Regions from separate parts of the Mus musculus genome. Here all the other regions are linked to region 7. A link is a contact called in public promoter capture Hi-C data. All regions are on one chromosome and are shown on one strand. Each heading gives the region's core, a stretch centred on a gene start, on an enhancer-like site or on the middle of the called end of the contact. The rest is flanking DNA. Distances are from core to core; before and after follow the strand shown. Region 1 overlaps Ralyl (RALY RNA binding protein-like). Region 2 holds the start of Car3 (carbonic anhydrase 3). Region 3 holds the start of Ralyl (RALY RNA binding protein-like). Region 4 holds the start of Lrrcc1 (leucine rich repeat and coiled-coil domain containing 1). Region 5 holds the start of E2f5 (E2F transcription factor 5). Region 6 holds the start of 4930539N22Rik (RIKEN cDNA 4930539N22 gene). Region 7 holds the start of Impa1 (inositol (myo)-1(or 4)-monophosphatase 1).

Region 1 (3,911 bases), core at 661-3,160, 3.5 Mb before region 7:
AGGTTATTCACAAGAGCAATGTCAGTAGTAAATATAGCATATTCTTTCTCAAATAGCTAGGTGATTGTTTATTCTCTGTCTATAGTGGAGAAAGTTAATAAATTCCACTGATGGTCAATTTACCAGAGGAATTTTGGTAAAAGACAAGCTTTAAAAAATAACAAAGCAGAGTTATTTTATATGTAAGGGAGTACAAAAGTATTCTGGGACTAGGAAAGTAAATACAAGCTGAATATGACACAGACCAGGAAACAAACCAGATGTGGGCTAACCTGGGACAGATGTGTGCTGAGCGATATGTGGGGAAGAGATGCCCATGTGAGGTTGGCTTGTTTAAGGAGTACATGCTTGTCCATAAATCCTACAGATGGCAGTCTTAAGTATGAAGCCAATTCAGGGGCATGTTCCTCTGCAATGTAGAACTTGTGTTTTAGGTTAATACCAGTTGAACGAACACTTTTGAGATGGAGAATAGGTTTGTCTGTAACCTGAGAACTTCAGAGCATGCCTCCAACATGACAAACTTTGACTTGGAACAATGAAACTGGGAGAATAGCAAAGAACAAAGCTGAGACTTCAGGCAAAATTCTGCACAATATAGTTTAAAAATATATGAAAGATGAGCAGAGCTCAGGTGAACACAAATAGTTATATGTGGTAGTCTGCACAGGGCTGTAAGTTGATAGATATGAGAAGCAGGCAAATTACAGACAGCAAATGATTCACAGAGCATTTTTCCATGAGTGGGAAGGAAGGAGGGATAGAGGGAGGTAGGAAGAGAGGGAGAGAGAAAGGGAGGGAAGGAGGGAGAGAGAAAGGGATGAGCAGGATATTATTGAAGGAGTAAGAACACATAATATGCATACAGTGATGATTATGATGATGGTGATAATGATGATGGTCATGTTGTTCCTGATGCTGACAAATACAATGACTAGGGTGCAAAGTAGTAACTATGTGTTCACAGGCTCACAGAGGATTTATAGAGGATTAAAGTAACATTTTTGTGAATTTCTATAAAATTTCCCTAAGAGACTCATTCATGTTATAAATAAATATAAAGCAATGATGCCTGTATACTTAGAGATGTACCCAGGCCTGCAGTTATGCTTTATATAAAAATTCTGATAAAATTAATGGTTTAGCTCACAGAATCCAGTCACTGAAAGTCTTACACATTTGTTCTTATTCTCCTATTTCCCATTAGAAAGGAAAGAATGGAGAAGGAACAGGAGAAAGGGAGGAGAAAAGTGAGGGTGAATAATTGAACTTTGGTTGAAAATTAAAGTATCTTCACATAAATGTCTCATATTTACTTTATTCTTAAGAAATCACACACCAAGCATAGTGGGTTTTAGAAAGGCAATGTAACAAAACCTGTGTGCAAAAAGAAGAGACAAGCCAAAGACCCACTGTCATGTCCAATATCTCAGTTTCACCACACGATGGCACCAAAGTGCTTTGCAGAGATTCCCCTCTGGCCTTCTGGCACTCCCTCACTGTGTCACTTCATCTATCACAAATAATAAGTAAAAACTACAGAGCATTCTTCATCACTTAAAAGAGAACAGGGAGTCTGACAGTTAAGTTTCCCTGGGTAACAAATCCTAAATGTGACACATCGATGGATTTCAAATCGATATGAAGCTAAGATAGGGAAAAAGAATAGTGGGGAAACAACACCATTAAGATATATTATATTACAACTTTAGAGAGAATAATTTCATAAAGTACGTGGAACACCTTTCTATATTTACAATATATTTGGATAATTTTTTTAAATTCCGATATGCAAATTAGAAGTAAGTAGCAATATTTCTAAGAAAAACTGGCTCCGAAGGCAGCAGCTGTGAGGGAAGAGTCTATTTTTGGCCGTAGGCATACAGATGGCCATCGGTGTATTTCACGCAAACCTCACAGTTGCATCAGGAATAATCTTGGATCTACTGATGTCATGTGCTACCTGCTGTGTGTTGCATATATAGACAAGACTCAGGATCAATTAAAGTAAATATAAGAATGCCGAAAATAGAGATCCTGCATTGGCTGCTTATAAGCCACATGATATCAATGACATCTTATTTTCAAGCAACTTAAAATAAAATGTTATTGTAAACAAGGCATAGAATCACTATCTTTAGTTATCTGAGCAGCTTTAATGACAGTTGTAAAACCATTAGGAGAAGCTCATTTACAAAAGTAGAATCGTTCATCTCATTTCCAATTGATAAAAAAAAAAAAAAAAAACCCTTAAAGGAGGAAGAAGTTGAGTAACTTCTTCATTTAATTCCTTGTTTCCAAAGTGTTATTCAGTTATTTATTTTATGTTCATAAATTATAACCAAATAAGTAGAAAAGTCCAGGTAGAGGTTAACACTTTTATTAAAAAGTTAAAACGAAGAAGGGAAGGACAGACAGAGGGAGGAAGTGAAGGAGGGAGGTAAGGGAAAGGAAGGAAGGAAGGAAGGAAGGAAGGAAGGAAGGAAGGAAGGAAGGAAGGAAGGAAGGAAAGAAGGAAGGAAGGAAGGCAGGCTTAGGATACATCTTGGAAGATGCAGAAGATAATATAAGATTTAGAGGACCAGGAAGTATGCTGTGAGACTGTATCTCTTTGAAATGATGTTCATTTGCTAGGAATCTTAAGTAGCCCCACTCAGAGACAAAGAAATAAGGGCAACTGAGGACTGATGATGAGGAGAGTTAGCCATTCATAGGGATGAGATATTTAAAATGTTTTCAATCTGAGTGATCAACCTTTAAATCATATGCATACAAGCAACACTGCATAAATGATCAGGCTTAATTTATATATTTATGCACTTATAAATATATGTAACACAATAATAATTGAAGAAAAATATACCATGATTTTGAGAGAGCACATGGAAGGGTTGAGGGAAAGATGGAAAAGGGAAAATTATGTAAGATATCTATCTATCTATCTATCTATCTATCTATCTATCTATCTATCTATCTATCTATCTATCTGTCTATCTATTGCCTCCCCTGACTGTATGAACAGGCAAGTGTGATGCTGATAATCCAAAATTATTAGCCTGATTTTTTACACACATCATATGTTCAATTGCTATCTCTTCACCAGATAAATGTAAATAAAAGAAGATTTGGGGGTACTTAGAGAAAGAATACATTTGATAACGAAGTTGAACTGTACAAATGTCCTATTGAAAGTTGTCATTAAATCTAAAAAGCTCTGGAAAATTCTGAAACAATCTTCCTGGACAAGTGGCATCGAAGTGTTACTGTTAGAGAAACACCATAGATAACCATGTAGGAGAATCAAATGGCATGAGGCAATTCATTGCAAGGAATTGAGGTATAGAGATCTATTAAGAGCCTGCAGTGCTACAAGGAAGGAAAAAATCAGACTCAGGGTTATTACAGACCACAAAAAAAATTTCATCCTTCCAGAAAGAAAAACGAAAAGTGTGGAGATGTCTGAAATTAGATACCTGACTAGGGCAAATGAGCACAAAAAATGGCAAATACTGAACGTTTTGAAGTTGAGTGGTTGTTGGGTGTCATTTATACAGAGTTCAATAGGAAAGCCCCAAAGTACAGGTTTAATATTTAAATCCTATGCTATACAGTGAAGGTGATTTTACTGTGGAACTGCATGGTTATGTTGACAAGGAAATGAACAAGCTATTTTGGAGCTAAAATGCTAGAAAATTGAATATAAAAGACAATGTAAAAGGAAAAGAAAAAAATCCTGGGAAATTCCATTATTTAAATCAATACCATTATGTAACACAAAGGAAATTAATCAGTCAATTAGTATAAAAGGCCAGACTGAGAACAGCTCAAGAGCAAGAAGACGAGAGCAGCATCAGTAGATTATACACACATTTTGTTGTTTACATTTTTGTTCAATAGCAAAGGACAGAAAA
Region 2 (3,905 bases), core at 541-3,040, 4.5 Mb before region 7:
AAAATTGCATTCTTACTTACTAAAGACTAATTCTCACTTAGATTTATTTGCAACAAAGTAATGCTTGTTTTTTTTTTTTTTTTTTTTTTTTTTTTGGAGACAGAGTTTCACTCTATAGCCCAAGCTGGCTTGGAACACATTAGAAACTCAAAGGTCGCTGCATATTTATGGCAGTCCTCTTACCCCTGCCTCTTGAGTATTGGGATTGCAGGTATGAGCCACCAAGCCTTTCTGAAATTTCAAATTACCTGAAATTAGTATTCAAATATTCAAAGTATTTCAAATTCATCTTATTTTATTTCACAGATCAGTTACTAATGTAGGTTAAAAAAATAAAACCTCCCATGAATGCTTCAATTCCACACTAACATTGATCCAAGAAAAAGTGGTCATATACATCAGAAACACTCACCACAAAGATACTTCCTGAAACCAGGCCTCTTTAACTCACACAGTGACCCTGCCTTTTCACATTAATTAGCCTCCTTCCATCCGCGAGGAAAGAGAGGACCCATTTTATTTCTTTCATCATGGTTGAATCTGTTCTCCATATCACCAGGAACCATAAAAACGTTGTCTCTCGGTGGTCAGAAAGCCCATGTGGACTCTCTGTCCTCCCCTGGGGATCCACACTCTGTCTCTGGAGTGTTTTGCTAACTTTTAGCTTGGGCATATGGCCATTTTGCAGCAACGAGAGGGTGTGACATTCCTCTTCATTGTGTGAATATAGTTCTCCACAACTAAAGCCAAGTCTAAAGTCATCTCCATTTCAGGGATAAACTTCTCCCGCTTCCCATAATTCTGTTACCGTGTCACAAATTGCGTCTTGCCATTAGATACTGAACACACTCACGTGACCCTGCCGAAGGGCTATACTTACTAGACCTGTCATAAGTATCATCAAACACAACTCTGCAGGTCTTCCCATTGTTCAGGATGGTCTTAGCAGAGCCAGGGTCATAAGATGCTGACCAGGGCTGCAGAGAGGGGTCATGCTTGATGTCTTTAGTATGCAGTTCAATGGGTGACTGGTTGTCCCCTTTGGCAATTGGATAAAGTTCATGCCAGTGATCAGGACCTAGGAAGTAAATGGAAGAGAATTTATTCATTTAATAGTACAGCTCAAGGCCTCTATTTAGTGAACTGTGCCAGCAAAGTGTACAGAAGCCAAAGAGTGACTGCAGAAAGGTCTCTGGTTCAGATTGAGCAACACAGCACTTTGATTTCAAACCTATTTAGAAGCTTGCTTACCTATGCTCAAAGAGCGTTCCAATCTCCACATTCCCTCCCCTGGCTTGAGAACCATGTAGCCAGAAAAGCTTATCTTTGAAATGAACCACAGATCGATCATATATTTTTTGGAGTACTTTGCAGCTTGGAAGGGATATTTTCTTCTTTTTCCCAAGGCTGACTTGGTCAAAGCAAATATTGTTACCGGACCCCAAGCTCAAAGAGGCTCACTTCTCAGTTTCACAGAAAAAATTCAACTGGACCTGACTTCTGGCTGAGTGACTTCTCAGACACATCATCGGACCTTAAGCTAGTTATAGTGAGTATGTCTCTGAGCTTCAGGTTCCTCCGTGGAAAGGAAAACAGTGAGTCGTGTTAAAGACCAGCAGCATGGAACACCAGAAAGTTTTCACTATATGCTAGTTCTTAAGGATTCCTCCCTGCACACCTGTGCAATGCAGATACACCCTGTTGTGTCCTGGCCCCACTCACCATTGTGGCTGGCGTAGCCCCACTCCTTAGCCATGGTCACCTTTCGTGTTTCTCAGCGCTGGACAGCTCCTGCTCTTTCTTGCTCCTGTTGTCCGGCAAGGTCTCCAAGAGTTCGCTCTTTTATATAGATCTCCTGCAGTGTGCATGACCTTATTAGGTCAGCGGTGAGGCAGGGGGCTAAACTGGATTGGGGTGGTACTCAGAAGGCCGGGGGCGGGAGAAGCCAATGAATTACAAGAGCTGGACAGCTGTCCGGGTGAGAGGGTAGCAGGAGGGGGCAGGGAGGAGGCGCGGAGGGGGAACGGAGGGGGACAGAGCCCCCCCTTTCTTGGCTCTGCAAGAGCCCTGGCTCCTTCCTTTGTTCACTTTGCAGGCTACCAAGCAGCTGAGCTTTCTAAGATCTCCCGCTTTGGCTGGTTCCCTCCAGTTTTCCTGCACTTGGGGGTCTGGAGGAGCAGCCGGCTCATGCTGCAGTCTGGTGTTACTTAGCAACTAAAAGTTGCACCCGCGGCTCTTGCAGCCTCTCTCAGAAGACTTTTAACTCAGAATGGAGGACCCGCTGCAGTCTCCGGATGCTGGGGTTCCTTTCCCTGCAGGAATCCGGTTAGGACGGAAAGAACTCCTCTGATCCTCTGACTAGTGCGTGATTCTCCTACGGAAAACCTGTAAAATTCTGGGAATAGAGATGAGGAGGAGTCTGGGAGTGCCCGCTTTCCAGTCCCGGTATCCTTAAGGGATGAGTCTGTAAGGTAGACTGCTTAGGCGTCACACCAGTCTAGCTTAGTTTGTCTAGTACGACTCAGGAGCACAGCACTGGATCCCTGGCCAGGGAGGGACTCTGCACCCTAGCCTCAGTCAGCAGCAGTCTGGGACAGAGCCACAGAGCTTTGCTCTGTTCATCTCAGGGCACCAAGGATACCCGAAGTTGAAAGGGTACAGTCAAAAATGAGTACACTACATAAAATTTTCACTTTCTAAGACATAATTAGAGACAAGGAAAAAAAGGAAAAGGTCTATGAAATCGGTTTGGGAGCCGGCTGCGCGGGGCGGGGCGGGGGGGGGGAGCTCGTGTCTTTTCTCTCAGTTTTAATGTGTTTTGTAATGCAATAAACCACATAAACAGAGACTAAAACTGGCATATCCCACTTGTGCATGACAAAGGTATAATTAGAAATATCTGGTTATGGCTCACATGAAAGAAGCCGGTATAATAGATGTTTGCAATTCTATGTATCTATTATGAAAAAAAAAATCTTGTTTGGGCAAGAATATCTTGAGACCAGAAAGATACACCGTATCTTGGAAATGTCTTGAACAAGATCTCTGCAAGCATTTTCTTATAACTTTTACTTTTATAAAAATGACGTTTTCATTTTGCTTTTCCTCGTGGGTAACAAAACCTGAGAAGGAAATCTCTCATCATGGCAACGAGAGCTCATCAGCTAGGTATGTGGAATGGCTGACCACACTCAGAACCTGGACGCCAGGGGAGTCAGTCTCTAGGGTATTTTTGTGACCAGGGATCACTTGATCCACACAATAGCACTGTGGAATCAGGAACTCTCAGTTAGTTTGGAAGATCCAAGCAAACACAGAGAAACAAATACCGTTAGCTCTAAGGGTGTATGCATGCCTGGGTTTCTAGCTCACCGGGATGGCTGCTGCTGTATGTGAGATTAATAGAGGTGCTTTAAAGTTACAGCCACATGACTGTTGATGAGTAAGCTGTAGTCTCATTCCATGCTGTCAACTGTGACACAAACTCTGACCTGGATGATCAGGAGACTGATAGCTAAATCTTACCAAGATTTATTTGAAACTGAATATTGAGATAAAAACACAATGAATTATAAATGCAATCTAGTAATTTGTAATGCTACTACTGTTTATGCTTTAATCTTTTTAGTGCTTTTTAAATGCTTTATTTGCACCCTAACAATGTACATAGTGGGGCGTATTTTAAAAAGACACTAGGTAGAATTTGCAACTAATTTGGATATAAGTTTGCAAACAGTACTTTGGATAAAATTAGTGAAAACTATAATTTAACATAATTCGGAATAACTGTGTAAATATAAGCCAGGAGCAGTGGCTTGTGCCTTTAGTCCCAGCATCAGGAGTGAACAAGGCAATCATGTCTCTATGAGTTCCTGGCCAGCTTGGTCTACATAGTGAGTGCAAGA
Region 3 (3,842 bases), core at 993-3,492, 3.1 Mb before region 7:
GTGAGAAATTTAGCAGTGAACTAACTCGTTTAAGGTTGGAAAAGAAAATGAAAGTTTCGGAATCCATCTACTCAAATAGTTGTAGTCCCTCTCCAGAGGTTAATATTTAGTCTAAGCCTTTCCTATACTTATTTAGGATCTAAATTCTCCCACAGATTCTGTTACTGTGAAAAGTAGAGAAAAGATTTTTTTTTTTAATTGCCAGCCAGTGCATCTTTGAAAAGTACTGCTGGGTTTATGGAGACATGCAACAGGGCACTCAAACACTATAGATGACATTTCAACCCTCAGTACTTCAGCACTACATCAGTGGCCACCTTCAGTGGCCCTTTGCCCTACTCAGTCGTCGGCCTGGGGTAGGGGGCACCTATACAATCAGTATCTGGTGGTTAAAAATGAAACAGTCTATTTTTAAAGAAAGGATAATGTACCTTGTAGGCGTCGTCCCATTAAACCTAGTATGCACAGGTACAAGTGACCATTCCCTCTCCTCGGAAGACACCAGCAAGGGTTTAAAAGCAAAGCGACGCCGCCAGGAAAGCATGAGGGAGACAACACGGAAGACGTGAAGCTGCCGGAGCTAGCGGAGGCGGCTGGGAAGAACCCACTGCGCTGCTCCCGCGGGTCGCAGAGGCGAGAGAGCAGCGCTCAGTGACTGCTGCCATCCTAGACACCTCGAGCTCTGGCTGCCTGACCAGCCGCCAGCCTCCGGGCGGCAGCGGTCCCCGCCCCTTCACCCTCCATCTGCGCCCGGAGGACCGGATCACCGCACAGTCAGCGCCCCGCGGGGCCCTAGGCTTCCGGCGCTGCGGGTGGCTAAGGCCAACTTGCTGGACCGCCGGCTGTGCTCTGGTTCCCCTGCAGCCACCCAAACCTAGGCGCCACCAGGGGACGGGGTGTTCGCATCTTCAAAACCATCGCGGCCCAGAGAGCACTTTTGTTCTGGCTTCCGGCGCGGCTTTCCCCATTGCGGGCTCGGACACAGCCCAGAACCGGCGCGCACACGCGCACACACCCTCGCACACGCACACACGCGCGCACACAGACTTCTTGGCCAGCGTTGCCATCACACACCCGGGGAACGCCACCGAGGGGGCCAAGTACCTGCTCTCTGCGAGCTGTTGTGCTGTTCACTTCATCCTCCGTTGACAAGGAAACCAAACCGCACTTCATTTTTTTTTCCAGAAAAACCTTCCACTGCCATCATTTGAAAATTGATTTACGGGGAGGGGAGAAGGAGGAAGAAGGGATAATATAGATATCAGGATATCTATCATAAAATTATCTCGGGTTTTTTAAATAAAAAAGTCAAATATGCAAAAGTAATAGTTAATGTAAAGGAGGAAAAAAAGCAACTGCTTAAAAATAATCCCTTTAACTAGCTGCAAGAAAAGTTTCATGTTATCAACTGATATCAAAAACAGGAGGGGAAAAAACGAAATATTTCTCACAGGCTTCCAAAAAGGTCATAAAAATGCAAAATTAATGTCTTTGCTCAGTGGTGCGAATCGAATTGCAAGACGACAAACTTGTGAACACTGCTGGAAAATCCCACCTACACAAAAATGCAATCGGAAAAAGAGTACGTAAAAAAGAGTTAGAAACATGCTTTCTTATCTTTACAAAGGGAAAAAAATAGGCACCATACTTCACAACGCTTTTTCCATAAAACCAGTTGCACATTTTGCTGGACTTGGGAGCCGCTCGCAGAGAGCACCGCTGCCGCGGACTCCCAGACACAGCGCCTTGTCTAGAGAACCATCGCATGCTAGGAAAACTTGATTGAGGAAAAGGCTTAAGACTATGCTCGTCAGCTTTCCCAAATACAAACAATAATCAAAGAAGTGGGAAGAAAAAGAAGAAGAAGAAGAAGAAAAAAAAAAAACAAAAACAAAAACAAAAAAAAGGAAAAAAAAAAGAATAGGACAAGAATGCCACTGAGTAGGTACTCACCGAGCGGGAGTAAAATGTTGGAATAAAAATGAGATTTAGGAAAATACAGTATGGCGGTGGAAGAAGGAATGAAGCGCGTTTTTTTCTCAGTCTCTGCCTCGGGCACTGACACGTGACTCGGAGCCAGGCGGACTTGCAGGCAGCGGGGCCACCGCGGCTGCTGGGCGACCTCGGAGCCCTCGAAGCCCTCTGAGCCGCTCGGGCGGGCGCGGCGGTGAGAGCCCGGCGAGGCGGCCTCCTCGGCGAGCCCGGACTAGCAGGTGCCGCTCACGCTGGGCTGAGCGCACGCACACGCACACGCAGACGGGCAGGGCGCGGGCTAGCGGGGACCGCGCGGGGCGGGCCGGAGGCGCGCAGCTGCCGCCGCCGCCGCCGCCGCCGCCGCCTCTGCCGCTGCTGGTACTGCCGCTGGTGCTGATGCTGCGGGCGCTCCGCCAAAGAAGAACAGCTCAGGGATGTTCAGCGGAGGCATCAGAGGGCACACAACTTGCTGCCCACTGCAAAGTTGCCGCTTGCCACTTCCTTATTATTCGGTTTTCATCTCCAGGTAGTTTCCTGCAGAGAGCTCTTGTCCCTCTCCCCAAGTTTCACTCTTTAAACCCGGTTTAACTCAATCATTTTATTCATTTGATCTTGGGGCTCCCATTTCTTCTAGATTGCTTTGCCCATGTCACTTCCTCCCCCAGGTCCGTTTTCCACCTTGTGGTTCTCTGAGAACCTGGATTCGTGCAGTGCGTTTTTTTTTTTTTTTTTTTTTTGGGGGGGGGGGCGTTGTCACTGCAAAGCCAACATTAATCCTTTTTTTCTTTTTTTGGCTGTCTTGGGGTGTTCCCCCATTCAAAAGATTTTAAAAAATCTTTTATTTGGAAAAATCCCATCCCAGATTTTCGTTTGCTTGTTGCATGATGCTGGGCGGGGTTGTGAACGTGGATAATTTATTCTTTCCTGGGCCAGGCATTGTTTGTTTTGTCTGCTTGAGCACCAGCTTTGACCTGTCTGGAAGGCTCTGTAGTCCAAGCTCCAGGCAGGGTCCTTCTCACTCTTGCAAGTTGTTTTCTCAGGCTGCAAGTCCAAGGAGAGGATCGAGGCAGACAAGTGAGTCCATTGTGTGAGTGTTTGCCCGGCAGCAGGCACCTGGCGACGGTCGAGAGGGGGAGATGTGCACCACTCACTAGAAGGCTGCCAAAGATCAGCTACAAGCCAGGCGGCTGAGCAGTGCTTTGGAAGGTGGAAGAAACAAGGAGTTCACCAAGCATCTGCTGAGGGATGCCTGTCCCTGGAACAAAGATGCCATCAGCCAATCACTGACTGCTTTGGGATTCTTCTACTGCTGCCTGTTGCAGAATCAGCTTTCTGGGCTCTGCAATGAATTAATTTTTCTTCATCTTTCATAAACTATTCTATCAAACCCGTTTCTCTGTATTGCTTTGAATGTGGTTTGCACTAAATTAGTTGCCAACGTCTGTATTATAAAATAAAAAATAAATACAGTTTGTTGTCTCTCATGTTGCTACTCTGATCTTTATGCCACTCTTTCCATCGTCCACGTTGAAAATAAAATCTCTGCTTTGGATGGAGTCTAACCTGGATAGTTTCAACATTGAAGTATGCATTCATTACGGAGGGCTCCAAAAGCAAATGCTTCTACAACATTCTTGGCAAAACTCATTGATCAAATAAAGTACTAAGTCACAATTTAGATAAGAGATATTTAAAATAGCCCTGAAAAATCATTAAATATGTGTCTTGGAAAATTGCCAACTAAACTCACTTATTATACACACTTCCCAGATAGGATGTGAAATACTGATAGAGACAGATGGGTGCATCAAAGTGGAGTCCAGAACACCAGGAGCCTTAAGTTCTGTTGAGAAGCTGCTGACTTTTCC
Region 4 (3,522 bases), core at 1,023-3,522, 4.2 Mb before region 7:
GATGTTATTACAATGCAAATTGATGGCATGAATGGATGAATCTAAAGATAACTCTGATATACTATAAAAGAAAATGTTGTAAAAACATATTTAAAAGGCATAACCAAACAGTTGCAATTAAGTACAATGACTATAATGAATATTTGCTCTACTCACTTTAGAAAAAAAACAATCTATCCTAGGCCCCCTTTCTTTCCTACCCAACTTGTGACCTTTTTGGTTGGATTGTTTTCATAATCAAGACCAACGTGTGCTGCCCAAACATCCTCGGATGTGCAGCCTTCTAGGCTTATCAAGGGAATATTCTTAGAGAAAACCCACCCTCTTCTGGTAGCTGAAAATGAGCAAGTTCAAGCTTTAAAGCTATTGTCTTAATTTTCAAACTCTTAAGCAGTTGGTGTATGGTTATGACAATTAAAGAGACCAAGAGTGACCTGGCATGAATCCAGATCCTATGCATGAGTTTATAACTTTCTTTACTCTCAATGATAGCTAGTTAGTCCAGAATGTAGTTTCCAAAAAACACAAAACACAAAACAAAACACCAAAAACCTTAATTATGTTTCTTGCTGGTGGAAAAGCTGAGGTCCTTTCTAACTGCAAGCTGGAATGCATTTTCTCTAAACTGAAATCATCTCTTTACTCCCACTACTACCACTTATAAATTGAGCATGCCGAGTAGAATGGTATTTCCATGGAACTACAGTGCACTGCTCAGAGATGCTAAAAGTAGTTCAGAATAGCACACACAATGTCAAGGGCATCTGTGGTAGATTTTTATGCTAGCTAGTATAAAGTTGCAGGAAACCTACTTATTGGCAGCAAGGAAACAGTTGCAAACCTCAAAACACCAATTTCTAAAGGTGTCTGAAGTATTTGCTGATTATCTGGCAATTACAGAATTATTTAGGGACAAATTTTGTGCTATTATATGCTCTTAATAGCAATCTGTTTTCTGACCTATCAGAAATCAATACTGTTGAATTTACTTGCTCACTAGTTACACTGTCAAGTTATATAATGTATCTAAAATATAAATTCCCAGAGTCATTGCTTACTAGAAGAAGAAAAACAAAACAAAACAAAACAAAAACGACCCTGCATAATTGCTGTGGTGATTAGTAATAACACATATAACATTCACATAGACATCATCCTCAAAGCGATAACCATTATTAAATATAAATGTAAGCATTCTTTTGAAAAAACCTCTTCGTTGGCAACCCTTAGATCAGGCCTGAGACTAAATTGTTTTCATTATATTATAAATACCACGGTTCTGATGGAGTAGAGCAGGCACCTCAACAAAGACAGAGAATATTGTAACAGAAATGCCTGGATCTCAGAAATAGCTAACTGGCCAGTGAAAAACAAGAGAGGGTCTAGGTTGAACTGGTAAGGCTCACAGAGTATGGAAAATCCAGGGGCCTGAAAAACCACTGAGCAGTCTCAGTAACATAAAACAGGGTCAGTAAGAGTTATATTTGGTACTTTCAACAACTGTATGGATATGTCTCTGATTGTGTCTTATGCAAAAGAACTTAAAAACGGGTGAGAACTGAGGCAAGAGATGTAAGCAGGGAGTAGAGAAGGCTTGCCTTGCTGCTTGCCCCACTTCTCAGGCTCCTGGAAGGAGACCAGGAAGAGCAACAGCTAGGGGGTGCGAAAGTGGGGGCGAGGAGAGGGGAAAGAGGAAGCTTGGGCTCAGCAGGTCCGTAAGAAAGAACCGCAGGTTGCGCTGGGTGGTGGAGAGAAAGGAACCCCGGGATCTGTGGAGAGGATGCGGAAGAACCCTGAGCTCAGCTGAGTGAGCCAGGAGGGATTCAGGGCTTGGCAGGGAGGAAGCCAGGGCAATGCTGGGAGGAGTAAGAGAAGCCCCGGGCCGTGCAGGGGGAACACAGAGAAACCCCGGGCTATGCTGGGGGACAGAGAGGAGCCCCAGACTGTGCTGGGAGGATGGGGAGGAACCCGCTTCCTGCACAAGCCCGGCTCTCCGAAGCCAGCCAACCCGAGGTCCAACCGGGTGGCGGCAGCTACCTGTGCAGGCCTTTGTCCATGAAACACACATCCCCGCAGCTGCTGTCGCCATCCTCCCGTTCGATTTCGCTACACACCGCCGCCTCCATGGTACCCGCGACGGGGAGTGGGTGTTAACCGGCGCCCAGCGCTGGGTCCCAGCTTGCTCACGCCTCCAAAAGCGGGAGCGGGGAGTGAGCAAGGGGCGGGGCGAGGACTCTAACCGCCTGCCGCACTTTCCCCGCCCTGCGCGGCCGCAAAGCAGGACAACGGCGCCGCTCAAAGAGGGCTTGACTTTTACGGCATCTGCCTTTAAAGTAAAGCCTTTCCATTTGTTGGTTTGGAATGAGTGGGCTACTGAACATTATTTATAGCCCACTGCCATATGGAGGCGTTTTTCTCAATAGTTTGCTTTTATACTTCGTGACGTGATCTTGCAGACATAGTAATGTTCCCCGTTTTTGGTCACTGAACTCCTGTTAAATCCTTAAGTATTTGTGCAATGCCTTTATTTATGTATGCTGGTCTCCCTGTGATGAGAAAAAAATGTTCAGCTTTTTAAAGAATTCGCTCAAGAGACACTCTTCAATGCCTCTGCAAAAGCAAACACTCCAAAGATACTTCACTGGGCTGTTTCAAGGTAGAGTTGGTGAGACAATGGTTTTTCCATTGTGGTATAAAATTTTTCTTTGGTAGGTGATGACAGTCATGACATAAGTTGACCCCCTTTCCCTCCCAACTGATAGACTGATCTCCTTTCAGGGACCTTATTTCCACAGTTCTTCAGAAAATCTCACAAAATGGTAGGGGATGTTCAGACTATGTTGAAAAAGATATTCTAACGATGCCAAAGAGTTTGTACACCTTTGTTAGTGCACACGTGTGGGAAAATATCCTGATGTTTTAGTTTTTTATACAGTGGGGACAACCTATCTACAGCCTCAAGGATGTGTAGCCGCCACACAAAGGCATTGCAAAGATAAGGAGACAGCCACCAAAATACAGTTTTCCTGGCTACCACATAAATAACTTGTTGGGGACAGCATACCATGACAGCGACTGCCCGCAGTAGGCCAGGATGGAGACATCTCAGTAGCCCACTGCAGCTCTTTGTAGAAAACAGTCGTTCCCACTTCTAATCTTATCCCTGAATAACAGCTGTATAGAATTCATTTGTGGGTGCCTGTCTTTCAGTTGGTCTTGGTGGGCATAATTATTCTATTATATCTGACTTTCTTATTTCTTTCTCCCTTCTGCTCTGGTGAATTCTGTGAAACTAGACGTTCCTTGATTCTTAAACAGTTAAAAATTGAGGCATAGGGACACAGCACAGCACAGTCCTAATGGTGCCTGCTGTGTGTTCTCATCTTGAAAACAATATAATAACTGAACAATGATAGTTCCAGATTAATGCTTGACTTGCAAAGAAAGTTTGAAGAAATTATTAGAAAATGAATTAGAGCCAACATTGGTATCCCAAGAAAGGAATAGTTTTTTTGAAATTAT
Region 5 (3,884 bases), core at 1,370-3,869, 4.2 Mb before region 7:
TAATAACACAACATACACAAGCCACACTGTCCCTGCAAAGTTCAAGATGGCATTAGAATGGCCAATGAAACATAGCAACTCACCTGTAAAGTGTACAGAACAGGAATTTTCAGAGCAACAGACACTCACACTCCTTAACAGTTCAGTGATTAAGCTACAGAAAAATAAAAACTAGTTTAATCTGTTTCTACAGAATCTGCCACCAGTGCTCTCTCTCCTTTCCAGATGGATGCCCATCACCTAACATGTTAGTTTACTCTAAGGGTGTAAAATTATGCATTTTTTTTTCTTTACACAAAAGAGATCCATAACAAACAGATATATAAAAACTTAAGTTTATTTTCAAGAACTTACTAGTTCTTAAAGGCAATACAGCATAGAAAGTAACAGTCCAGTTTCAAATGTCCGATCTCACTTAGCAGACCTAAGCCAGGACTTACCTAAGTTTAGTGTGTCGGGCACACATTTGGATGGGAATATTAGGCTTATCCTCTACAGTCGTGAATATTTAATGACCACTCAGGGTATTTAATGAAAAAAATATATTTCTATATTTATGATTTTCACAAAAATGAAGGATTCTATTATAAAAATAAAGTGCACGTTTTAAAATTTCCACTTAGAAATTTATTGTAAATAGGACTATCTTTTAACATGTATTATTAGAATATCTTAATATCTCACGATGATGTACTATAAGAAGCATCACGAGGGATAAATACTTCAGTGTAAGCCATTTTTATACATATGGTTTTATATGTATTCATAAACATAAAAAGTATGCATAAGTAAAATGTTTTTCTACCTAGCCAAAAGAAAGGTATACAGGTCTCTGTAAGTCATTACTTATTATTTTAAGTAATTATTTATTACTACAGAAGTCTTTGAATCTTTAGGATAGATCCAGATAACAGAAAGACTTTTGAATATCAGACTTCTGCTATTCAATGCCAGAACCTGCTGTCATACATGTTAAGTAAGTCAAACAACTAAATCTAGAAATCATTTTCCGAGGTTTGAGCATATTTCAGGACAAACCATCAAATCCCACGTTTACCCGGAAAGCCCCGAAATTCTCTGAATTTTTTAATGTAGTCATCCACTACAGGTGAATTTAACTTTAAACAGCAGATTTCAATGGGTGTTTTGTAGCATCAGGTGTTTCTCTGCTGACCTCATTAACGCCAGTGAAACTGGAAACCGTACCATTTGAATTCAATACAATTTGAGTACTGTAGATGCCCATTAGAGGAGGGAAAGAAGAGGTGAGGGTAGGGTGGGGGGAATAAAAGTGGAAAAAGGTCCCAGGAGTAACATTTCCAAATATGAACCGACACTAACTGGCATCTACACCCAGGAAAAGGGGGGAATCCAAGTGCCAACAAGCCAGCGCCTCCCACTGGGCCAGGACAGGACACTCAGCAGAGTTCTGGAAGGCAGGCTTCTCCTGTTAAGACTCCTATTTCCTATGCCTTGGCCACCCACGGTCTTGAGGATGGTAATAGCTTCAAGCCAGGAGCTGTGAGGAGTCATAAGAGGCTATTCGCTGTGACTGTAAACTAGCAATTTTGTTTATTTTTGAAGTATTGGCTCTTTCTGAACCTCCTTGTACTAGCTGAATTTTAATTCGCACGATCCCATACTGTTCCCCTTTCCCTGCGTTGTGGAATCCTTCCAAGTTTTGCCAGGAACGGTTAAATCACTATGACTGAACTGCTTTAAATGGACGTTGTTGTTTGAAAAAAATCCGAACCATAGCAAAGAACGAAGCAAACATCCTTATAAAACCAGATAAAGCTTACTAAGTAATTTCACCACTTAGTCTGAACGGCACAAAATGACCCCTCTCTGTGTGACCGCAAATCTCAGGTCTAGAAAGTAGAAAGATTCTAAATTAAGCCAACAAATCCAATCTTACTTCCCAATTCTTAATTCTCGATGAAGAATGTCCCCTTCTAAAAACTACTACTTTAGAGGAGGTGTGGAAAGTTTTCTCTTTTCCTCTTTCATTCCGAAGAACTGGCATGAAAGTTCTTCAAAACAGGAATGAAGTTCTGCAGAGCGGTCGGTCCTTAAGCGAGTCCAGAGCAGAGCGCGAATTCCTGGGCGCTCGCTCCGGGTGCTCCTTTGTGGCCAGGGCCGCGCGGTGGCCGGTCGGTGGGGCCCCCGCATCCATCCCGGCCCCTCCGGGTCCGGAGTCTCGGCGCAGTGGGGGTGGTGGACCCAGCACCCTCGGGCGGGCCTCGCCCTCCCCATCCCCGCTCACCGCTTTGAGATCCAGGACGCCGTCCTGCGCCTCCTGCAGCAACGACACGAATTTGGTGGTAAGCAAGCCCAGGCTCTTCTCGTGCCGGCTGCTGCCCCCCGCGAGCGCCGCGGACGGCTGCGAGGATGGCGCCCCATGCGGCGGCGGCTGAGCCTGGGCCTGCGGCGTGGGCTGAGCAGAGCTCGTGGGCTCCGCCGCCGCCATCACCGCCGCGGCCCTGCTGTCCTCTGGCGAGGAGCCGCTCCGCCACCGGCAGAGGAGGTGCGCGGACTCCGCTCCCCGCCCACGGCGCGCCCCGCGTCCACCAGTCCCCGGAGCCGCGCGGCTCGCGCACGGCACCACAGAGCGCGCGGATTCACACGAGCGGCCAGCGCCGCGAGGGTGGGCCCGAGTTTAAATGGCAGGAAGTGACGCCGCGCGGCGTTGCCTAGTAACGCACTCTCCGCGGAGGGGCGGGGCAGTCGGGTTCCCTCAGGCGGAGCGTGCTTTTGGTCGGCCTGGAGCGCTCATCCCTGATCAGGTGCAAGTATTGTAAGGCTCATCTTCGCGTAAATAGGAGAACGCCGCGTCCCGGAAGGTTTTGGGACTCTGACCTTCAGTCTTTTCCAAAGCCTTTTCTGCAAACAGAAGCACCTGAGCCTTGACGGTGAAGGAAGTAGACCCCCAGCTCTTTCCTTACCTGCCTTTAGTGTTCTTTACAAAATTATACTCTTTTGCTCCCCAATAATTCTATTATTGAGACAATCGCAGCATCTTTTGACTTATTGACATCGTAAACTATGGCTCGATAGTAAGATCACAGATATAAGAGGAGGAAATGTGCTCCCACATTTTTTATTTGCAAACTTGAGACTCAGGATTAAAATCTTCAACACCTTGGGTGGGTAAGATGGGTCGGGGTAGTGTGGGGAGCAACCTCTCAGAGGCAAAGGGAAGGGGGTATGGGATGAAGAACTTTTGGAGGGGCTACCTGGAAGGGGGGGTAACATTTGGAATGTAAATAAATAAAAGTTTACAAAAAACAAAAAACAAAAACAAAAAAAAACCCAAGATCTTAAACAACTTGGTATTCGCACCTGTTGAATATCCTTCACACTTAACAAGTAGTAGGTGACTAAAAACATCATTTGGCAGGAATTAATGAAGACATATCCTTCATGCAAGAATGCCCAAATTAACAGTAGGGAAAAAAAAAAACAAAAAAACAAAACGCGAGGAGAAACTGACAGCATTAACTAGTAAATCCTGAAAACAATTTTAAACCAAAATTTTTCCAGGCGTCTGGAGCAAAACTTCTGTAGGGGAAGCATTTTCCTTCAGAGCTGCAACACTTAAAATCCCCGTCTGCCCCCCCAATCCACCTGCAGATTCTATTCCACTGACCCTTTCCAGAGAGATACCCTCTTTAGCCTGTCTTGTTACTTAGTCTTTCTGGGTCTGGGGATTGTAGCATTATGTTTACTTTACAGCTAAGATCCACTTATAAGTGAGTATGTACCATGTTCATCTTTCTGAGTTTGGGTTACTTCACTCAGGATGAGGTTTTTGAGTTCCATCAATTTGCCAGTATATTTCATGATGTCATTTTTTTTTTTAAACAACCGAGTAATACTCCATT
Region 6 (3,730 bases), core at 1,203-3,702, 3.3 Mb before region 7:
TGCAAATCAAAACAAACTTGAGATTTCACCTCACACCAGTCAGAATGGCTAATATCAAAAATTCAGGTGACAGCATATGCTGGCAAGGATGTGGAGAAAGAGGTATACTCCTCCATGGTTGGTGGGATTGCAAGCTGGTACAACCACTCTGGAAATCTGTCTGGTGGTATCTCAGAAAATTAGACAAAGTAGTACCAGAAGATCCAGCAATTCCTCTCCTTGGCATACACCCAGAAGATGTTCCAACTGGTAATAAGGACACATGCTCCACTATGTTCATAACAACCGTATTTATAACAGCCAGAAGCTGGAAAGAACCCAGATATCCATCAACAGAGGAATGGATACAGAAAATGAGGTAAATTTACACAATGTAGTACTACTCAGCAATTAAAAACAATGAATTCATGAAATTTTTAGGCAAATGGATGGATGCATCTGGAGGATATCATCCTAAGTGAGGTAACCCAGTCATAAAAGAACACACATGATATGCATTCACTTCTTTCTCAGTTCTCTGACCTAATCAATTCTTCCAAAATTATTCCCTTTTTTCTTAGAACCAAGAACACTGATGCAGCACAGGAATCACTCTAGGCCAGCACAGGGACTCTGTGACCTTTACATCATCATTCTCCTCCCAATCAGTGAAACTCACTTGCCGGAAAATAGATTTATTTTCTTTTTCTACATATTTTAAGTGACTGGATTCACTGGCTGTAATTCCTATGTAATTGTTAATTTTTCCTTTTACTTATGATGTAAATTGTGCTATAATTACTCACATCAATTTTCAAAAATAGCTTATAGATTGTAGAGAATGTATTGACTTTTATGGCCAACATCAACTTTATTATGTTGCACAATAAATCTCTTCCAAGCTACAGATGGGAACTGAGTTATAGATCACTAATACATTGGGAAAGGAAAACAAATAGAGTCTTAGAAGAGATGAGAATGACATCACTTGAATACATAAGTAAAAAATTTATGTCTGCAATATGTAAGAAAAGATTGATGCAAGCTTACATAAAATATAAAATGTATCGCACACCTATATGCCTCAGAAATCCAAACAGCTATTTATTCCACACAGTGACTAGTGAAGGATTTCCTATTGACTGGAGGAAACAGTAAATAATCCACGGGCAATGGTGATTCATTCACTGACTTACAGTTTCATTTCTTTGCTACACAACAAGCAATTACAAAGCATCATACATGCGTCAGGTACCTTTTCTGCTTTATCACCCTTAAAATCGCAGTACTCCTGGGCATGGTGGCTGAGACGGTTTGAATATGAAAGGGTCCAATAGGCTCATATATTTGAATGCTCTGGGACTGGCAGTGGAAGGTGTGGCTTTGTTAGGGTAGTTGTGTCATTTTTGGAGTAAGTGTGTCACTGGGGGTGGGCTTTGGGGTTTCAAAAACCCAAACCAGTCCCCACTACTCTTTTTCTACCTGCTGCCTGCAGATCTAGATATAAAGCTCTCATCAACCATGTTTGACATTTTTGATAGAAATATCCTATCAATTTTCCCAAACCACAAAGACTATAACTCTCAGCACCTCATGGACCTTTCTCCAAAACTGACCATAAACTCTTACACACCAATAAGTCACAACAGAAAGTAACAAATAAAAAAAAAACCTGGCAACTTTCCTTTGCAGAAGAAATAAATAATTTCAGCTGAATTAAAAGATAAAAAGGCATGTTAATCTGGAAGTGGACTCTTGAGCATCTTCACCTGAGAGGAAAAAGTCTCAGGCAGACTATGATGTGGTAGCATTTTATCTACTTGAGTGGGGGTTTAGATAAATGGTAACTTCAGGAGAGGGGGTTGGGGCATCTTTTATGAATGTGCATATGTGCTTCTGGCACCTTGTCAGAGTAGAGGCTTTCCAAGTGAGTGGGTTTGAAGGAGAGGGGGGAATAAAATATGCTGGGCCATATGGTGGAGAAGAGCAAGCCAGGAACTCAAACTGAACAAAACCAACCAACCAACCAACCAACCAACCAACCAACCAACCAACCAACCACCAACCAACCAAGCAAGGAAAGAAAGCAAGAAGAAAGAAAGCCCTGCATCCTATCTGAACATCATAGATTAACGCTAGATATCAACAATAGGAACAATCAAAAGTTTACACACTCATAGAATCTGAACAATTCTCTACCAAATAAAAAATAGGCCAAGACAGAAATTAAGGAAGAAAGAAATTAAAGACTTTTTAAATTAAATGAATAGAAAACATATCCAAACTTATGTAACACAATGAAGGTGGTTCTCATATTAATAACTTTAGCTCATCTGAAAACTTTAGAACAAAACCAAGAAATTGTTATGCTCAAGTCACAGAACCCTGAAGAACTTGGAAGCCAATTGTGATGCAAACACACAAGATTCTTTTATTATAAGCTTGAGAACAAGGTCTCTCTCTGGCCCTGTTGCAGCTGGTCAGAGAGCCTGAGTCTAGAGGGTCAAGGTATTTATTGTGGTTACAGGAAGCTTGGGGAATTTTCATACTGGTGAGCAAGTTAGTATTTTAAAAAGTGCACTTCTGGTGAAATCTGCAGGAACCACAAGGTCTGCTTGAGCAAACATCTTATGACAACCACCCTTAGCATCAGCCAGCTTGACTACAATAGCAGGATCAAAGTACACAGAGATAACCTAAGACATCCTGCAGAGAATAGACAACCTAGCCATCATGATTGTCAGGTAGTTTTGCTCTGTGTTTGGATCACTGGTACCAAGGATTGAGGCTATGGGAGTCATCAATAGGGTAAGGAGTAGTAGAAAAGGGAGAGAGAAAGAGAGAAAGGACATACACAGAGAGAAAAGAAGAAGAAAAAGAAGAAGGAGGAGGAGGAGGAGGAGGGGGTAGGAGGAGGAGGGGGGGGAGGAGGAGGAGGGGGAGGGGGAGGGGGAGGGGGAGGAGAAGAAGAAAAAGAAGAGGAGGAGGAGGAGGAGGACGACGACAATGAGGGCGACGAGACGAGGACAAGGAGGACGAGGAGGATGAGGAGGACGAGGAATGGAGAGAGAGAGAGAAAGAGAGAGAGAGAGAGAGAGAGAGAGAGAGAGAGAGAGAGAGAGAGAGAGAGAGAGAGAGAGAAAAGAGAGAGAGCACTGAATTATATAGGGAAATGCCACTGGGTGAAGGGCAGCTCAGCTCCTGAGCTTTAAAGACCAGGGTTGAAGACAGGGTAAGCCAGATAGGGACTGAGAGATGCTGGGAGAACCTGAAGGCCAGGTCTGTTTTGATATGCAAAATATGTGCATCAATCCCTTGTCCAGGGGTCTGAAATCAGTCATTTTATCTTCTAATTTATTTAGCTGCTAGACATTTTAGTTAATTTCAAGAAATAGATGCACTTTTTATTTTAATGGCATTCTTTCAGCAGATTGTCTTACATGAGTTAAAAATAAAGAAAATGCATTGATATAGATACCTCCAACAAAGTTATAACAAATAACATACTATATGCAACTTCATTAAAATACTGAAACTTTTACACAAAGCAAAGTATTTCTCTGTATGTATGCCTATCCTGAACTCTTAAAGAGCTAAGAGAGTGGTATTACAAATTTCTGTTTTTAAAGCTGAAGACTCCACCAGCAAAACCTCCCCAAATCTATATAACAGAGTAGGAAACATGGCTCTTGAATGTGGTTCTCCATGGAAAGAAGGACCTCAGGACCCTGCTGGTGTTTGTTCTGTTCTC
Region 7 (3,481 bases), core at 870-3,369:
GAGTGAGTTCCAGGAGAGCCTACCTCGATTAATCAAACAGTAAACAAACGCAGAAAGTATTGATGGGCCAGGTTTTAAATTTTGATTTTAGTTTTAAGTTTGTAGCTCTGAGGAATGATAAGTCCACTCCACTATGCATAGAATAACAATTCTATGATGATAATAATATATATTCTAATGATCTGGAACCTGTTAACACTACAGAGAATGTTAGCTTATTTTGATCAGTGTTTGCAGCTCCTACCTATGTTCCATCAATCATGAAACCATATTGAATAACATGGAGATAGACTCTACTCCTGAGTAGCTCACCTGGCTTATGGAGACTCCACCATTTTAATCTCAGTCAATAATTCTCCAGTGAACTTTGGGACACCACATAAGTTTTAGCATTTGCTTAAGTGACTAGAACAGAACCCCTCCCACCCCAGTGTATGTGTGTGTGTGTGTGTGTGTGTGTGCAGTCATGTGAGTGTACATGTTTGTGTGTGCTTAGAGTTTTCTTCTTGTCATGTATGGAGGTCTCTATAGACATCAGAGCCACCTCCACACACTCAGCAACAGGGTTCTGTATTGTGTGACACCAGCCTGCAGTCAGTGCTGCTATAACGGAATCAGAACATCAGACTCCTTTGTGCGCTTGGCTTTCAGCAGGCACTTGGCAGGAGAATGGATTGTGCTGAGTTACCTGACTGTAGCAAGGAAGAAGCAGCAGAGGCTGCAATGAGCCCCATGGAGTCCTGCTCATCTGATGGAGGAAGCTAGCGATCATTTAATGTAAAGACATCTGATACCTGGTCCCTCATCTGTCCTGCTTTGCAATGTCAGGGGAGGCTCTTTCACTCATACAGCATGCATTTGATAAGATTTTTATTTTCAAACAACTGATAATAGAGGACCCCAAAACCAAGCTCTTGAAGGTCTTTTGTGGAAGAGCAAAAAACCATGAGTATGTGATAGACACCCACATCAGTGTCTTAAGGCAGCAGGCTTCAGAAGAGTAGACTCATTTTGTCTTTGTGGGTTTATCAATCCGATTTGCTGTCCCTGCCACTCATCTCTGAGACATGTTACATGTTGTTGATAATTTCTTGTTTTGATTCCTGAGAACCAATCACTTCACAAGTAATTATGCCAGGGCATTGTGGTCATCTTGTGGGTAGGTCATCTGGATAGAGTTCCACTTAAAAGTAACATACTTACCATGGTACTGTTCCACGTGAGGAAACATTTTAAGAACCATAAACTAGCCTTTGTTGGTCATCCAGAGCAAGTGGTTGAGCCATGAAGATTCTCTGCGGATTTTGGAGTCAGGGTGCTATGCTCTTGTTGTGTGAGTTTGGGACAAATCCCCTGACTTCTCCAAGCTTTGTTTTCCTCATCTGTATTGTGCAGGGACTCTTCATGAAACCGTTCTAACACTTATGTTTAAGCACGTAAGAGCACAAGTGCTGTCTGGTGTGGTGGCAGGTGCCTGTAGCCCGAAAGTGGAGGCAGGATGCTCAAAGACTTCAGAAGCCAACCTATGCTACATAATGGAACACTGCTAAAAATCGACGCCTTTGAAAGCGGCTCAAAGACAGGGTGCTTGTATAGTATTTACAAAGCCTATGGTCCTTAGTATTGAGGGCTGCAGGTGCGGAGAGCAACTGCCTGCCGCCGTCAAGTCCACAACAAACAACCTGTATCTAAGTGAATTATGGAGAAGAGAGTTGGTGCAAAAAATAAAAATAAAAATCTCCTTTAGGCTTACAGGTTTAACAAATGAGAGTGCCCAATGACAGTCACAACTCCAATTTAGCTGTAGCCGAAGAGCAGAATGGGAAATGGGAAAATATAAACTAATAAAGAAATTTAACTAATATAATTTATATATAATTTAATATATAATATATAATATATTATATATATTTAATTTCACTAATATATAACATATATGATATAAACTAATAAAAAAATAAACTAATAAAGACAAAAGTGGAGATTTGAAAACGGGATTCTTAGAGAAGAAAGGGTATGCAGGAGAATGCCAGAACACGGTAACTTCAACCGGACCAGCCCTTACAAAGGCAAATTCGGCCCGGCTTACACCTCCAGTCTGAGCGAAGACGTGAAGGCGGGGTTTTAATGGGGCGGGACTTCCTGTCGGAGCAATCCCCGTTACCTCCGGAAGAGCCGAAGAACCGAGCCCTCGGACGCCGGCGGTTGAGCATCGATCGCGGTGCGCTCGCGCGAGGTGAGTCGGTTCTGTCCCTGGCTTCCGTGCAGCGTTATTCGGTGGCCGAGGCGGGGGGTTGTGCGGGCTGCAGACAAGCTCTCCCCATGCTGGGCCGGGGCGCCTGCCGGGCCCTCCTCCCGGCGGTGCTCTCCGTAGCGCTCCGGAAACAGCCGAGCGGGTTCGCCAGGCGGTCCTCGATCTCTGAGGTTCTGTGTCGCAGAATGAGCCCGGCTCTGCCCAAGCCCTCAGGGCTCTACACGGCAAGTTCCCTGGCTCACGAATTTACAGGATTAGGGGTGAACAAGACCAGGTCCGGTGATGTCCTGCGTCGGGAGCGGGGCCTGTATAGGATAGAAACAATTTTAAGTCTGTATGATTTTGTTCCCAAAGTGAGGGTGATAGAATATGACCCCCGTGAAAACAAGTCTTGAAGCAAAGGTCTTTGAAATAAAAGGGTTTATTGAGCCATTAATATATATCAGCTAGGAAATGGACCAAGACTTGGGGCACATTTTGTAAACTACCAGCAACAAAGCTAAAAAAGTGCCTCTGATGAGCTAACGCTATAATTGAATTTCAAGGCACAGGCTTTTAAAGTCTCTATTCTTGCCCCCCACCATGCTCCACAAAGCCAGAACAAACCCCAGAGAACTGTTACCTAATTAACTTCCCTTGTGTCTTCCCTCTTCTGGACCTCTACATTTTAGGGCACCTCAGAAATTTTTATTTATCAGCCTCCTTTCCTCAAGGAATATTAGAACTGATTAAGAAGATGTAGCATGCATTATAAATGACCAAATGTTGCATAGCAACAGCAGTTTTTCTGCAACTGTCTATTGCTTGATATCTGTTGGGTTGAAGATTCGATGGATGGCTTTTGAAACAGTCCTGGGGAGTCAGGAGGTGTTCTGTTCATGTTGTCACAAGGTAAAGTGTGAGTGGCTTGAGGAAGCAAGTGGTGAGGAGGCAAGCCCAGCCCAAGAATGTCCAGTTGTGACAGAATAGAAGAGAGCAGTAAGAACAAGTGTGACCAAGTTTGGAAAGCATTCTTGAAGAGCTGTAAGGAGTTTATTCTATAACTCAAAGCGCCTTTTATATGCTTGCTTGGACGCTTGGATCACAGGAAAAGGCGCTTAGGCGTGAGGGCAAATGTCTGTAATCCCACCAGCATTCTGAAGACTAAGCGAGGATGCTCAAAGCTTGAAGCCCACCTTATATCAATAAGAAGGAAGGTGAAGCCGTAGCCAGCAGCATCTGGTTGTG

The links. Promoter capture Hi-C pulls out the DNA fragments that hold promoters and counts their contacts.
Region 1: a promoter capture Hi-C map of hippocampal neurons shows a contact between it and region 7, with 3 times the contacts expected there. The contact joins the enhancer-like site here to the promoter of Impa1 in region 7. A contact is called at or near these places in 6 of 39 promoter capture datasets (3T3-L1-derived adipocytes, cranial neural crest, frontonasal cranial neural crest and 3 more) and 2 of 484 Hi-C or Micro-C datasets (cerebral cortex and cortical neurons).
Region 2: a promoter capture Hi-C map of cranial neural crest shows a contact between it and region 7. The contact joins the promoter of Car3 here to the promoter of Impa1 in region 7. A contact is called at or near these places in 3 of 39 promoter capture datasets (cranial neural crest, frontonasal cranial neural crest and maxillary cranial neural crest) and 1 of 484 Hi-C or Micro-C datasets (cerebellum).
Region 3: a contact with region 7 is called in a promoter capture Hi-C map of second pharyngeal arch cranial neural crest. The contact joins the promoter of Ralyl here to the promoter of Impa1 in region 7. A contact is called at or near these places in 4 of 39 promoter capture datasets (cranial neural crest, hippocampal neurons, maxillary cranial neural crest and 1 more).
Region 4: a contact with region 7 is called in a promoter capture Hi-C map of hippocampal neurons, with 4 times the contacts expected there. The contact joins the promoter of Lrrcc1 here to the promoter of Impa1 in region 7. A contact is called at or near these places in 5 of 39 promoter capture datasets (cranial neural crest, frontonasal cranial neural crest, hippocampal neurons and 2 more).
Region 5: a contact with region 7 is called in a promoter capture Hi-C map of second pharyngeal arch cranial neural crest. The contact joins the promoter of E2f5 here to the promoter of Impa1 in region 7. A contact is called at or near these places in 6 of 39 promoter capture datasets (cranial neural crest, frontonasal cranial neural crest, hippocampal neurons and 3 more).
Region 6: a contact with region 7 is called in a promoter capture Hi-C map of hippocampal neurons, with 4 times the contacts expected there. The contact joins the promoter of 4930539N22Rik here to the promoter of Impa1 in region 7. A contact is called at or near these places in 2 of 39 promoter capture datasets (cranial neural crest and hippocampal neurons).

The regions. Positions count from the first base shown.
Region 1 is chr3:13,864,065-13,867,975 of GRCm38.p6, reverse strand. All of the region lies in intron 2 of Ralyl (RALY RNA binding protein-like), which reads right to left. Among named protein-coding and RNA genes, the nearest start is that of Gm41998, 68 kb to the left of the region's middle. Within about 2 kb of position 1,910, at least 7 of the 459 cell types and tissues checked have an H3K27ac peak or open chromatin away from gene starts, as enhancers often do. A contact at or near this core is called in hippocampal neurons, where this site is marked.
Region 2 is chr3:14,861,423-14,865,327 of GRCm38.p6, reverse strand. Car3 (carbonic anhydrase 3) reads right to left here and starts at 1,790. Exons shown (of 7, transcript NM_007606.3): 1 at 1,723-1,790; 2 at 881-1,078. The coding sequence starts at 1,756. It overlaps Gm41999 (predicted gene, 41999), which reads left to right and starts at 1,263. Exons shown (of 4, transcript NR_168331.1): 1 at 1,263-1,549.
Region 3 is chr3:13,470,055-13,473,896 of GRCm38.p6, reverse strand. Ralyl (RALY RNA binding protein-like) reads right to left here and starts at 2,242. Exons shown (of 9, transcript NM_001357033.1): 1 at 1,105-2,242. Gm2464 (a long non-coding RNA gene) reads left to right here and starts at 2,068. Exons shown (of 2, transcript XR_003954437.1): 1 at 2,068-2,500; 2 at 3,015-3,458.
Region 4 is chr3:14,532,538-14,536,059 of GRCm38.p6, reverse strand. It overlaps Lrrcc1 (leucine rich repeat and coiled-coil domain containing 1), which reads right to left and starts at 2,272. Exons shown (of 19, transcript NM_001163579.1): 1 at 2,038-2,272; 2 at 1-61. The coding sequence starts at 2,126.
Region 5 is chr3:14,577,406-14,581,289 of GRCm38.p6, reverse strand. E2f5 (E2F transcription factor 5) reads right to left here and starts at 2,619. Exons shown (of 8, transcript NM_007892.2): 1 at 2,267-2,619. The coding sequence starts at 2,470.
Region 6 is chr3:13,651,587-13,655,316 of GRCm38.p6, reverse strand. 4930539N22Rik (RIKEN cDNA 4930539N22 gene) reads left to right here and starts at 2,452. Exons shown (of 4, transcript NR_040598.1): 1 at 2,452-2,487. The region is part of intron 1 of Ralyl (RALY RNA binding protein-like); the gene reads right to left.
Region 7 is chr3:10,330,077-10,333,557 of GRCm38.p6, reverse strand. Impa1 (inositol (myo)-1(or 4)-monophosphatase 1) reads left to right here and starts at 2,119. Exons shown (of 9, transcript NM_018864.6): 1 at 2,119-2,236. It overlaps Slc10a5 (solute carrier family 10 (sodium/bile acid cotransporter family), member 5), which reads left to right. Exons shown (of 1, transcript NM_001010834.2): 1 at 1-1,824.